Linked DNA regions of Mus musculus: region 2 is linked to region 1. The links are chromatin contacts, called in public Micro-C maps. All regions are on one chromosome and are shown on one strand. The core of a region is the stretch at or near the end of the contact, and the rest is flanking DNA. Distances in the headings are between cores, read along the strand shown. Region 1 overlaps Arsb (arylsulfatase B). Region 2 has its middle 110 kb from the start of Lhfpl2.

The links. Hi-C and Micro-C count contacts between places; a contact is called where the count stands out from the background.
Region 2: a Micro-C map of granulosa cells shows a contact between it and region 1, with 2.6 times the contacts expected there. The contact joins two enhancer-like sites. A contact is called at or near these places in 5 of 484 Hi-C or Micro-C datasets (granulosa cells, nephron progenitors, pre-hematopoietic stem cells and 1 more) and 1 of 115 datasets of contacts at active chromatin or transcription factors (embryonic stem cells).

The regions. Positions count from the first base shown.
Region 1 is chr13:93,848,443-93,854,314 of GRCm38.p6, reverse strand. The region is part of intron 4 of Arsb (arylsulfatase B); the gene reads right to left. Among named protein-coding and RNA genes, the nearest start is that of Mir5624, 61 kb to the right of the region's middle. Within about 2 kb of position 3,449, at least 6 of the 459 cell types and tissues checked have an H3K27ac peak or open chromatin away from gene starts, as enhancers often do. A contact at or near this core is called in granulosa cells, where this site is marked.
Region 2 is chr13:93,949,303-93,955,174 of GRCm38.p6, reverse strand. No RefSeq gene overlaps it. Among named protein-coding and RNA genes, the nearest start is that of Lhfpl2, 110 kb to the left of the region's middle. Within about 2 kb of position 2,309, at least 12 of the 459 cell types and tissues checked have an H3K27ac peak or open chromatin away from gene starts, as enhancers often do. A contact at or near this core is called in granulosa cells, where this site is marked.

The sequences.
Region 1 (5,872 bases), core at 2,200-4,699:
CCTCCTTATGCCTCTTTCCTCAGGGCTAAGAAGGAAGTTTATTGTTTGTGTTTGCAAGACCTCACAGAGGACCTGCTCACAGAAAAAGAACAAATACATGAAGAAAAGGCCACCAACTCCAAATAGCGAGTGAAGACTCTGAGAATTGACGCTGGACACTACACGGCTCTCTAAGGCCCTGCCCAGCCATTGCCTGACCTTGACCTTACAGAAAGAGGATGCTACTCTAATAGACAGATGACTATCAAGTGAGGTATCGGGCCCCAGTGAGGGTTTGAGCAAGTATCAAACCTGCAAATACAAGAATAGCTTGTCCCCTGGGTACCTGCTCAGTCATGCCGAGCGTCACGGGGGCTGCAGAAGAGCACTTTGGAAAACCCTGGTCTGGAAGAGGCTCTCCAGATTGCAGCTTAGCAAACCCATTTTCAGTTCTGCCATGTGGCAGAGCCCCCCTAGATTAGAACATGGCAGCCTGTGTATGAGACATACAAATTCCTCCTCTCATGGTATAAGTAAGACAAAGAGACAAGATCCCTTCTTCCTTTGTAAGCAGTAACCTGACCTGTCAAAAGAGATGAAATCAGACTGTTGGAGAGATGGCTGGGTGATCAACAGTACTCGCTACTTCTGCAGGGGACCCAGGTTTGGTTTTCGGGATCCTTGTAAGGCAGCTCACAACTGCCTGTAACCCCAGCTTCATGGCTCTGACAGCCCCCAAATAAATCTTAAAAAACAAAACAAAACAAAACAAAACCTGAAACCAGAAGGGCAGTCACATGGCCATTACAAAGCAGACAGCTCAGACACAAGGAGCAGGCAGAACAAGGGCCTTTTTCAATTATATGGGTTCTTGACATAATATCAAGACCTTTTTAGTCAAAGACTAATTATCTATCTTTCTTCCTTTTCCTTTTTTTGTATGTGGTGTGTGTGTGTGTGTGTGTGTGTGTGTGTGTGTGTGTGTGTGTGTGTGTAACTGATTGTCTCCTACATGTGAGGCAAGTGCTCTGTCACTGAACCCTGTCCTCAGCCCTCCTCTGACTTAGATTCATAAGAAATCAGGAGCAGAATGATGGCTAGGTGTGAACAAGATCTACCTAGCCATTTTGTGACTGTGATCACCTGTTTTCACTTCCACTTCGTTAATTTCACTGAAACACTTTCAAGGCAAGGGCTGTGAATCTGGGCAGGATATTTTATCCCTGAGCCTGGAAAGCAAAGATAACAAAACCCACCTTAACATGATGTCTGACACGGAAGCACTACCCAGGCATTAAGGCCCGGGTAAACCCGGATGTTGGAGCTATATTCCCAGGCACCATGCTTAGAGCCCTGCTAGATCACATGCTACACTGAGAGCAAGTTTTTGAAAGCGGAAGAGTGGACTGAATTATGGTGGGTTTTGTTGTTATTGGGGAAAACTCAGGAACTTTTTCTATTTGCATGGGTTTAAATGAAGTTCAGTGTGATTTAGTAAGGACGGCCCGAGATTCAAATGAAGCATCAGAAACTGAATATTTATCCAGATGTTCATCTGAGGCTCTCTAGGGGTTTGTGGTGGTTTCTTTACTCAAGGAAGATAAGTGCCAGAGACGCTGGCCTCCCTGGACACCCGCCTCAGCCTCCATCCTGACAGCAACCAGCGAGGGAGGATCCTGCTGAGCGGCTCCAAGAGGATGCTGGGAAGGTGAGTGATTTGGCAGCCATTCACCAAATAACTGACTCGGCCACCAGAGAGCTGAGATAAAGAAAGATGGATTTGAGGAAAGGCCAAACCAGGGCTGTGGGATTCACAAGAAGGATTGTAAGTGCGGAAATAGAGCAACTTCCTCATTCTGACGGCAGGGATGTCTATTGCTTGGAATACTGAGAGACCGCTGAGATTCTTATCTCTTCTTTGAAATGTACTAAGGGCAAAAAGATACAAAAGTCTGTTGAAAGACTGAAAACACTTGCTCTCTGAAAGTCATGAGGGGACTGGGAACCGGAAAAGTGTTCTAATTTACAACACTCTGGGCGCAGATAACTTTTTCGTAATTTAAAGCTTGGGTGTGCACAGGTTTGGGAGCTCCTCAGATGAAGCTGTAAGATCAGCACAAAGGGAGGCATGCGGCCTGCTCTCCGAAAGCATAACGATGCTACGCTTAATAACAATGCTACGCTTAATCTTTGTTCTCCAGGTCCTCTGAGAAGCAGTTCAGAAGGACCGAGTGGCTATTATACTAAGCAGAAGGACCAAGTATGTATTCTAGAAAAAACAAAAACAAAAATAAAACCTGTAAAATCTTCTGTCTTTCTTATAGTTTGCTCTTACAGAAAATGCTCAACTTTAAATTCTTTATTTAAAAAAAATTTTTTTTATCCTTTTTACAAACTTGCAGGCAAACTACATCTGGGGGCCCCTCGGGAGTGTTAGTGTTTACTGACCAATCATTTAACTCCTCTCCCAAACCTAAAAACCATTCTTGACGGTCAGGTAATTCTCCACGAGTCTGCAGCTTAGTCTTTCAGTAATACCAAACTGAGAAACAATAAGCTAATTACTGCAGAAGCACTCGAAGGTTTGGCAAGCTCAGGACAGCAGCAAGTAACTGAAAATCCTATGAACAGACAGGAAAAGAGACTTGTGGTTCAAAATAATAGATGTATTACTACATATGTGGTAGGGAAAATGCAGAGGCCAGTGAGTCTCGGAGATTGCTAAATCAGAGAAAGCTAGAATATTCCGTTTAGGTAAGCATTGGCTATTTTGCTTTTGTATTTCCAAATATGCAATATTAGTTACATGTGTCAAAACCTGCAGAGTTGCTGTTAACTAGCACTCTTAATATCAGCATCTTCCTGACTCTCTTTAGAGACTTAGAAAAGTCAGTGAGACCTGAACTAAGGGGCCCGGCAGTTCCACTTCCCGGGCAGTTCCATTTCCCCGGAGCCCTTCTCTGAAGCTTTGCCAGATGCTAAAGGATCCCACTGGTGGTTGGTGTCCAGCATCAGGACAGGCAGACAAACATTATAAGAACTGGCCAGCACTTCTGTCCGAAGAACAGAGGAGGAAACACTCAATGGTAGACAAAAAAAACTCCATAAGCCCAAACATGAAGCAGTCTGGTTAAAAATTTGAGATGCTGAGTGCAAGAAAAAGATTGTCTTTAGATGTGCAGATGACTCTTGCTCCAAGGCCAAAGGAAAAGAAAACTCTCTGAGTCCCCAGAATACTAGACTTTCATGTGGCCAGAGGCAGCCCTTGGGCCAGCACAGCAGGAGTGATGGTGAGCTTTGGTGATGCAGGAAATCCCAAGCAAGCACAAGAGCCACTTTAATGAGGATGACTGGAGAAAAAAAAAAAAAAAAAAAAAAGAGGTGAGAATTGGGCTGGACTCTGTGCCCAGCAAAGGCAGAGTAGGTTAACAAGGCAGGAAGTAGAGGCATGTGAACGGCCATGAACCAGGACGAAAGCAAGACCAAACAATCTGCTAAAGCAAAACAAATGTCCCTGTGTAGTCACAACAGGCTCACAGAGTCCAGCCTATCAGAGATGAGCGCAGGGACTGAAAAGTCTCACACTCAATTCTACTGATATGGGTGGCGTCCAGTCTCTGAGCAGGCTAAAATCTGCACCAGAATGCAGGCCACTCTCTCACTGAAGAATGGATGAAGAAAGACCTGAGTGTTAAAGATAAGCTGTGCACTGTGCCTGCTTTTCTAACATCAAGTGATCACTTTTCCTGTATAGTAAGGAGCTACTATATGAAACATATTAGAATAAACTGTTAGAATGAATATCCTCCATCATTAGCTAGTGAGAGGCTCAGGGCACAGTTAAGGATAGTTTAGACATAAGGAAAAGCATTTTATATTCCATATTCACATCATTGTTTCAATCTATATCGATATAAGATAAACCTTCACAGACGTCTCTTCCAGAATCGTCTGCATATGCATATGAAATCCATGCTGGAGTAAAGTGATGTTAGACTTAAATATCGAAAAAGAGCTACCCATAAACCAAACAGAATGCCCTTGGTGACTTTTATCTCTTCTGCAATGATGTTTCCAGATAGCAAGGTTCTTCTCATTCCTTGTCATTCTTGTCACCCTAACCCAGGAAGCAATCAGGGCAGTCAATGCTTACCCTCTGGGGACAACGTCAGCAGAAAACTGAAACTGACTTCTGACTGGGACAGTCATTCAGAGCTACTTAGAGAAGGAAAGAGGACAGCAGAAAAGCGAGGGAGTGCAGCTGCATCCCTAAGAAGATCCTTGGGTTCCCCCAAGCTCTGGAAATTCCACCCCAATATGGAATGATGTTCATAAGGGCTATCTCATGCCCGAGAGGAAACTGGGGGCAGAAGAGGCAACAGCAAGCCTCTGCATTTTCAGGTAGCAGGCCACACCAGAGCATCAGGGGAGCTCAGGTCCGCTCATGAATGTTCTATCTGTTGTTGAGAAGCACACAAATGATGTGCAGGTAGTACAAAGAGTCTCTGCAACAGGGAGGACCCAGGATGGTCCTGATGGGTGAAATGGTAGATGTGCTGGGAACAGGAATGTTGCCACTGAGCAAGGACTGTGGAGCAGACACTCCCACCTCCTGCCCCGGCTCTAGGAAAGGAGCCATAAATCCACTGAGATGGCCTGCACTGGCTGTTGTTGCTGTTAACATAGATTATCACTGGCTAAATGAGTATAAAGGCGTCAACTTAGAGTTTTGGGGGCTTCAAAATCCAGGCCCATCGGTTCAGTGAAGGACTCTCTCAGAGCTGCATAAACCCATGGCAGAAAACAGGAGGACTGAAGAGATGGATGGGAGAGATTTTACAACAAAGCTACTCCTGCAGTAACGGCCTTAATCCATCCTTAGCCACATCACTTCTAAATCCCTGTCTCTCAAATATAGACACCGTGGCAATTCAATTTGGGAAGGGACATGCAAAACATCATATGAGGTGTCCCCCCACCTCTACACACACACACACACACACACACACACACACACACACACACACACAGAGCAGAACAGGAACCCAGGCCATCCTGGCTTCACTGATGAGAAGAAAAGAAGTTATGTATTACACTTCTAAATCTGAACAAAGAAATCTGTGGTTACTCTGTGGTGTAAGAGCATTTGAATTTTAACAAAGGTATTAAGCCTGACAAAGGGAAACAGTTTGCTAGACTATGTTGAGTAAAAAAAAAAAACTCCAGGACAAAACCAAAACAAACCTTGACTAATTCTGACCTCATGACATATACTAAAAAACTGAAGCCAGTTATGTTACAATTTAACAACAAAGAGACAAAGAAGTCAATTAAAACAGGAGCAAAAGGTGGGAAGAGACATCACTCCAAAGAAGGTTTATAGATGGCCAATGAACACATACAAGATACCCAGCATCACTGGTCACTAGGTAGGCACAAACCAAAACCCCAGGGATGTCACGTTTGTACCGCAGAGTACAACTGTACTAAAAACCTGATGGTGTCCATGTGGAGCCGTGACAACTAGTCATGCTGCTGCTGGAGACGCAACACTCCCCGTACATCACTATGGCTCCCTGGGAAAACATGTAGGTGGCTCTTCAGAAAGGTTCCAGATAAACTAGTTACTTTTATGCCACCACAGAAGACAATAAAGTACAGGCTCATGCTACAACATGGTAAAACATTACAGTAAGCGAAAGTGAGACATAAATGACCAAATACCACATGGTTTTATTTATATGACATGTCCGAAGCAGGAAAATCTATATAGAAACCGTAGACAGTGGCTGCAGGATTGGGAGGGACAGGAATGGGAGCAACTGATAATGGGTGCAGGATTTCTGTCAGAGCTGACAAACATGTCCTGGAACTGGATGATGACAGCAAATGC
Region 2 (5,872 bases), core at 1,060-3,559, 100 kb before region 1:
TTAGCAAGTCCAATGGGCCTCTCTTTGCAGTGATGGCCAACTAGGCCATCTTTTGATACATATGCAGCTAGAGACAAGAGCTCCGGGGTACTGGTTAGTTCATATTGTTGTTCCACCTATAAGGTTGCAGTTCCCTTTAGATCCTTGGGTAATTTCTCTAGCTCCTCCATTGGGGGCCATGTGACCCATCCAATATCTGACTGTGATCATCCACTTCTGTGTTTGCTAGGCCCTGGCATAGTCTCACAAGAGACAGCTATATCTGGGTCCTTTCAGCAAAATCTTGCTAGTGTATGCAATGCTGTCAGCATTTGGAAGCTGATTATGGGATGGATCCCTGCATATGGCAATCACTAGATGGTCCATCCTTTCGTCACAGCTCCAAATTTTGTCTCTGTAACTCCTTCCATGGGTGTTTTGTTCCCATTTCTAAGAAGGGGCAAAGTGTCCACACTTTGGTCTTCGTTCTTCTTGAATTTCATGCGTTTAGCAAATTGTATCTTATATTTTGGGTATCCTAAGTTTCTGGGCTAATATCCACTTATCAGTGAGTACATATTGTGCGAGTTCCTTTGTGATTGGGTTACCTCACTCAGGATGATGCCCTCCAGGTCCATCCATTTGCCTAGGAATTTCATAAATTCATTTTTTTAATAGCTGAGTAGTACTCCATGTGTAAATGTACCACATTTTCTGTATCCATTCCTCTGTTGAGGGGCATCTGGGTTCTTTCCAGCTTCTGGCTATTATAAATAAGGCTGCTATGAACATAGTGGAGCATGTGTCCTACTTACCGGTTGGGACATCTTCTGGATATATGCCCAGGAGAGGTATTGTGGGATCCTCCGGTAGTACTATGTCCAATTTTCTAAGGAATCGCCAGACTGATTTCCAGAGTGGTTGTACAAGCTTGCAATCCCACCAACAATGGAGGAGTGTTCCTCTTTCTCCACATCCTAGCCAGCATCTGCTGTCACCTGAATTTTTGATCTTAGCCATTCTGACTGGAGTGAAGTGGAATCTCAGGGTTGTTTTGATTTGCATTTCCCTGATGATTAAGGATGTTGAACAATTTTTCAGGTGCTTCTCAGCCATTCGGTATTCCTCAGGTGAGAATTCTTTGTTCAGCTCTGAGCCCCAAACTTTCTCCCTTTTATATCATGAACAGATAAACCCATAGAGACCCTTTGGTTTATGTTAACGGTACTAACTTTTTTACTCTGGAAAGTCCAGAAAACTACCATGACCAAGCAACCATGAGATCGTCCATACAGGACCGGCAGAACAATAGCTTTTGGCTCCCATCCCAATTCCTTTGGGAGGTGAGTGACTATCTGACTATCAGACACGTAAAGAAATTTACAGTCAAGAGTTGTCATCATAAGTCATGAGAGTTGATCCCTGTTAAGTTAGGGAATTGTTCTTGGATCTGTCTGGGAGCTGGCACCATGTACCTCTAATATAGACCTGGATTTGGTCAGCATCATTTTTGGCAACAGATCTGTGAATGATTGATAATTGAACATTGGTCAGCCAAATTGAAGCTGGCAATTGCTAATGGGCAGAGAGATTGCTAAGAGAGAAAAGAACTAATTGATGTTTGAATTCCCACAAGGCATCCAACTATGGTTTTGCCTCTTTTTGGTATAACAAAAGACTGGCGCTTGAGTAAATCATAAGGAACAGAAGTTTATGCTTTTAGAGGGTAGAAGTCTAAGATTCAGGCAGGCGGGTCAGAGTCTGGTGAAGGCTGGGTCCTTTTTGTCTCTTTGGGAGGGGACAAGTGTCTTCACATGGCTGAGGTACAGAAGGACAAACAGTCCTAAGTTCTTCCCTCAGCTCTTTGACAAGGCATTCATGTGACACATGAGGCTAGCCCTGGAAGCACAGAACCTCCTAAAGTCCTGGCTCTTAATTCATTGCATTTTTGGGGGGATATGAGCATCCCAGTCGTGTAAAGAATACGGACTCAGGGGCTGACTTGGGCTAATGGCTGGGGGACAATCTGCTACCCCGAGTCCCAATCACCCCTTATCCTGCCTTATCCTGCCTCCCACCTTCAGAGACCCCTGAAATCCAAATACCAAATGGGGAGGATGGGGGAGATTCACCTCCCCCATTCACTTCTGCATTATCCCTATCCAGGCCCACACGTTTGTACCTCTCCATAGTCTCCTGCCTAGAAAGCATGATGCCGATTAGTCAATCCTTCCTGTATGAATCCCCAAGTGTTGGGCTCTTTGGTTGATCTGCGTGAGGGCATCTTTGTTATCAAGAGGCGATAAGCTGAGCTGGTTCCCTTTCTCAGCGTCCAGCCCAGAGCTTGCTCTCCCGTAGTCCTCCCGCTTCTCACCCCTCCTTAGTGAGCAAGTGAGCTTCCTTCAGCTCATCTCTTCAGAATGCTCTTGTGTGTCCACTTTGAAGCTGCAGCAGACACCTGAGACAACAGGGTGAGTGTTCCAGTCCACTTCCAGTTGGTTGTTGCTGCCACCTAGCCTTTTTCTTATCCTTCCTTGGATCTGCCTTCAGTCTGGCACGCTTTACCCCGCCATCCAAGGCCATCTGAAATGCTAGTGAATCACAGGGAAACTTCCTCTTCAAACAGAGCTATGAATCATAAAAAAATAATTTTTATCTACTTTATAAAGTGGGTGTGAGATGCACAATGGTATATTCATTCTTAGCCTTGAAAATGAGCCCATATTTGGGGTATTAGCTGTTTGATGCTATTGTGTGATACGCAGTATGTCTTCCTTCATTTTACATTCAAAGACTGGAAGATAAAGAGAAATATTTCTGCCAAAAAATATCCAAGTGTTTTATGAGTTTCCTGAGAGCCTTTCTTCTACCTTTGATATTCATATTGCCTTCCTTTGAAGAGCGCGTTGTGTCCTCTGTCAGTTCACTCTCCTTTGCAGGTGACTGCTCCAGTTTCTACCAGATTCTTCTGAGTGAAAGACAGACAGACAGACAGATAGACAGAGAAAGAGGGAGAGGGAGAGAGAACAGCTCTTGAACTTCACTGCCTGCCTCATCCAAGTACCTGTGTTCTGCATTATGTTTCTGTATTACTTACAGCGTTGGAAAATCAGCAGGACCAGAGGGGAGATGAGGTGGTGCCTGGGGAAGAACTGGTCTAATAAGGGCAGAGTATGTGTGTAGGCATATCTTGTTTAAAATGGGGGTGGGGAGGAGTTCCCCAGTCAACATTAAGTTATGATAACTTTTACTTTCCCAAGCACTCTTTGGAGCTTAGATGTCAACCACTGGAAAAGGCAGGTTTGCTATCCCAAAGAAAGGAGATAAGCCTTCCATGTGTAGCTTGTCCCGGGCAAGATGGAGATAAGGACTGAAGGGAGCCAGCAGGGAGTTCACAGGAGCTCAGCAGAGGGGAGTGTGTTCAATCACAGAGCCAGGAAAACCTTAGAAGGCTCGACCGGAGAGCCCAAGGGGAACTTACTGACACTGGTTTGACCTGGGACCATCTGAGCCAGGCTCAGTCCTGTGATAAGATAGTGATTTAGCCCCGAGTCTTCAAGGAACAACACCCACAACAATAGCAAGAGGCAGATAAGAGAGAAAAGCACAGCAAATCGCTTTAAATGCAGTTTCTCGGGGTCTTCAGAAACAAGACCCCAAGGCTCACAGAAAGTTGTTCATGCTTACGGTTAAGCTTGATGAAGGCTGGGCAGCTGCATACAAATTCAGCTGGACAGAAAGCATCAGATCATTAAGAGATGGAAGGCAGAAGCCAGCAGAGGAAGAAAGGGGTCAGAGATGCCCTGCTTTGGATGGAGCCCCTCACTTCAGCTCAAAGTAATCAGCATACCAAGGCACAATACTTTGGGGTACCATTTTTTTTTGAGTTTTGCTGAAGGCTCATCAGGGTTACAGCTCCCAGCTTCAAGTCCTGTTTTGCTGGAAATGGGAAGTGTTCCTCTCCGGCCCAGACTTCGGGAAGTGACCTCTATTTGACCCTTGCTGCTGTCCACCCGGCGCTTTAGCGTTGGCGTGGCTGCTTTAGAAGAGGTCGTTGCTCACACTGCCGAGTTTCGTGAACTGTTATGATTGAAGGTCATTTTTCTTAGTAACACAAGAAAGGATGGGAGCAGGGGCTTGTCCTTTCCATAGCTGTACCCTGAGCTAGAAGATGGGGAAAGTACAAAGGCAGACTGGAGAGCTGATGGGACGAGTCCCCAGTCCCCAAGTGAGTCCTCTGGATTGCTGCCTTCTGATATTCATGGCTTTGAGGGATCCCAGCTTCTAAGTGGCTGACCGCTAACAGATACCTACAACAAAGCAGGGGGCATGCACCAGCCAACTATTTCACTGCTCTGACCAGTGTCTGACAGAGTCAGTTTAAAGGAAGGAAGATGTCATTTCAGAGGTTTTACTCCATGTCTGGCCGACTCCATTGTTTCTGGGCCTATGGTGAGACAGAAACTCATTGCAGCTGAGTGCGAGGGTGCAGGATGGCTTGCCTCACAGCAACTAGGAAGAAGATGGGGGTGGAAGGGAGGAGGTAAAGGGAGAGGGAGAGAGGGAAGGAGGGATATGCACACACTTGGGTCAAGATGCTCCTCACAGTCATATTCCCAGTAATTTACTTCCTAAAAACAGGTCCACTGCCTCCCAAAATGCCGACAAATTATGAATCTATCAATGAGTTAATCTTCCAGCTAGGAGCCAAGGCATCAACACCTAAGACTTTTGGGGGTAGATTTCATACTTAAGCCACAACAGGATGCCATTTCTAAGAGGTTAAGGTATGAGTGCACACAGTTGCACCATGGGTACTCACGTTATCCTCAGGACCCCACTCATCCAAGCCACACCTGCAGTCCAAATGCCTGCCTCATGAGAGTCCCCAGAACAAATCACACATCAGTGCTTGGCTCTCAGAAACTGGGGAGATGATGTGTTTTTTGTTTCTACATGTAATATTGTGGTACATTATCACATATCAATAGATAGTTTACATGGTAAAGTATTAATATGGGGCCATTTTTTTGATTTCTGAATACAGCAGAGAATTTCAGAATTTCAGTGATCTTGACAAGCCCATCAGCATCGTATACTTTTCTCCAAGATGTCTGCCTCTAGTTTGCCCCCAGAGTTCGCCTCTATTAAGGATGCTGCTTGTTAATAGCAGCTGTTTCTAGTCTTCGAACCCCCCACTACCCTGTGGCAGAAGAAAAGACTCTTGAGGATAGGGTTTGATAACTAGAAGACGGTGGAAATGCCTGCACTGCACAGCTGGTCCTTGACTTGGCAAGACTTGTCTCGGCACTGGGTGCAAATTCTAAAACTAGTGCTCTGTAGGGAAAGTCATGCATGGAAAAAGCATTTGGAATACTCCAAGGGGAAGACTGGAGGAGGAGGAAGGAAAATCTAAATGTCAGCAAACTGGAGTCCATAAAAAGGGGTTGAAGTCATGAGCTGACCCGATGGAGGAGATCCCAGGAGAGGTCTGGAGAGTGTAGAGGTTTGCCCTGCTCTGACAACGGCTCTGAGGTCCTTCCCATTCCAACAAGGCTTTCACCGATAACCTTACTTCCAGATGCCTAAGTCCCTGGAGCAGGGAGTGGCGTGGAGTTACTACAGGGGCTGAGTAAAATCCTGCAGGTAGTAAGAGCATGGGGCAAGGGCCACACTACATCTAGGATTAAACTCTCCTGTCAGGTTACAAACTGTCAACAAATGGAACACTTTCACTGGAGTGTTTGAGGCCAACAAGTATTTCATCAAATAAGCCAGACATTAGACACTTAGGCATTTAGGGTCTTACCATGTAGCCTTGGCTATCCTAACCTAGAACCCACAGAAGTCTGCCAGCCTCTGTCTCTTGGGTGCTAGGATTAAAGGCATGTAC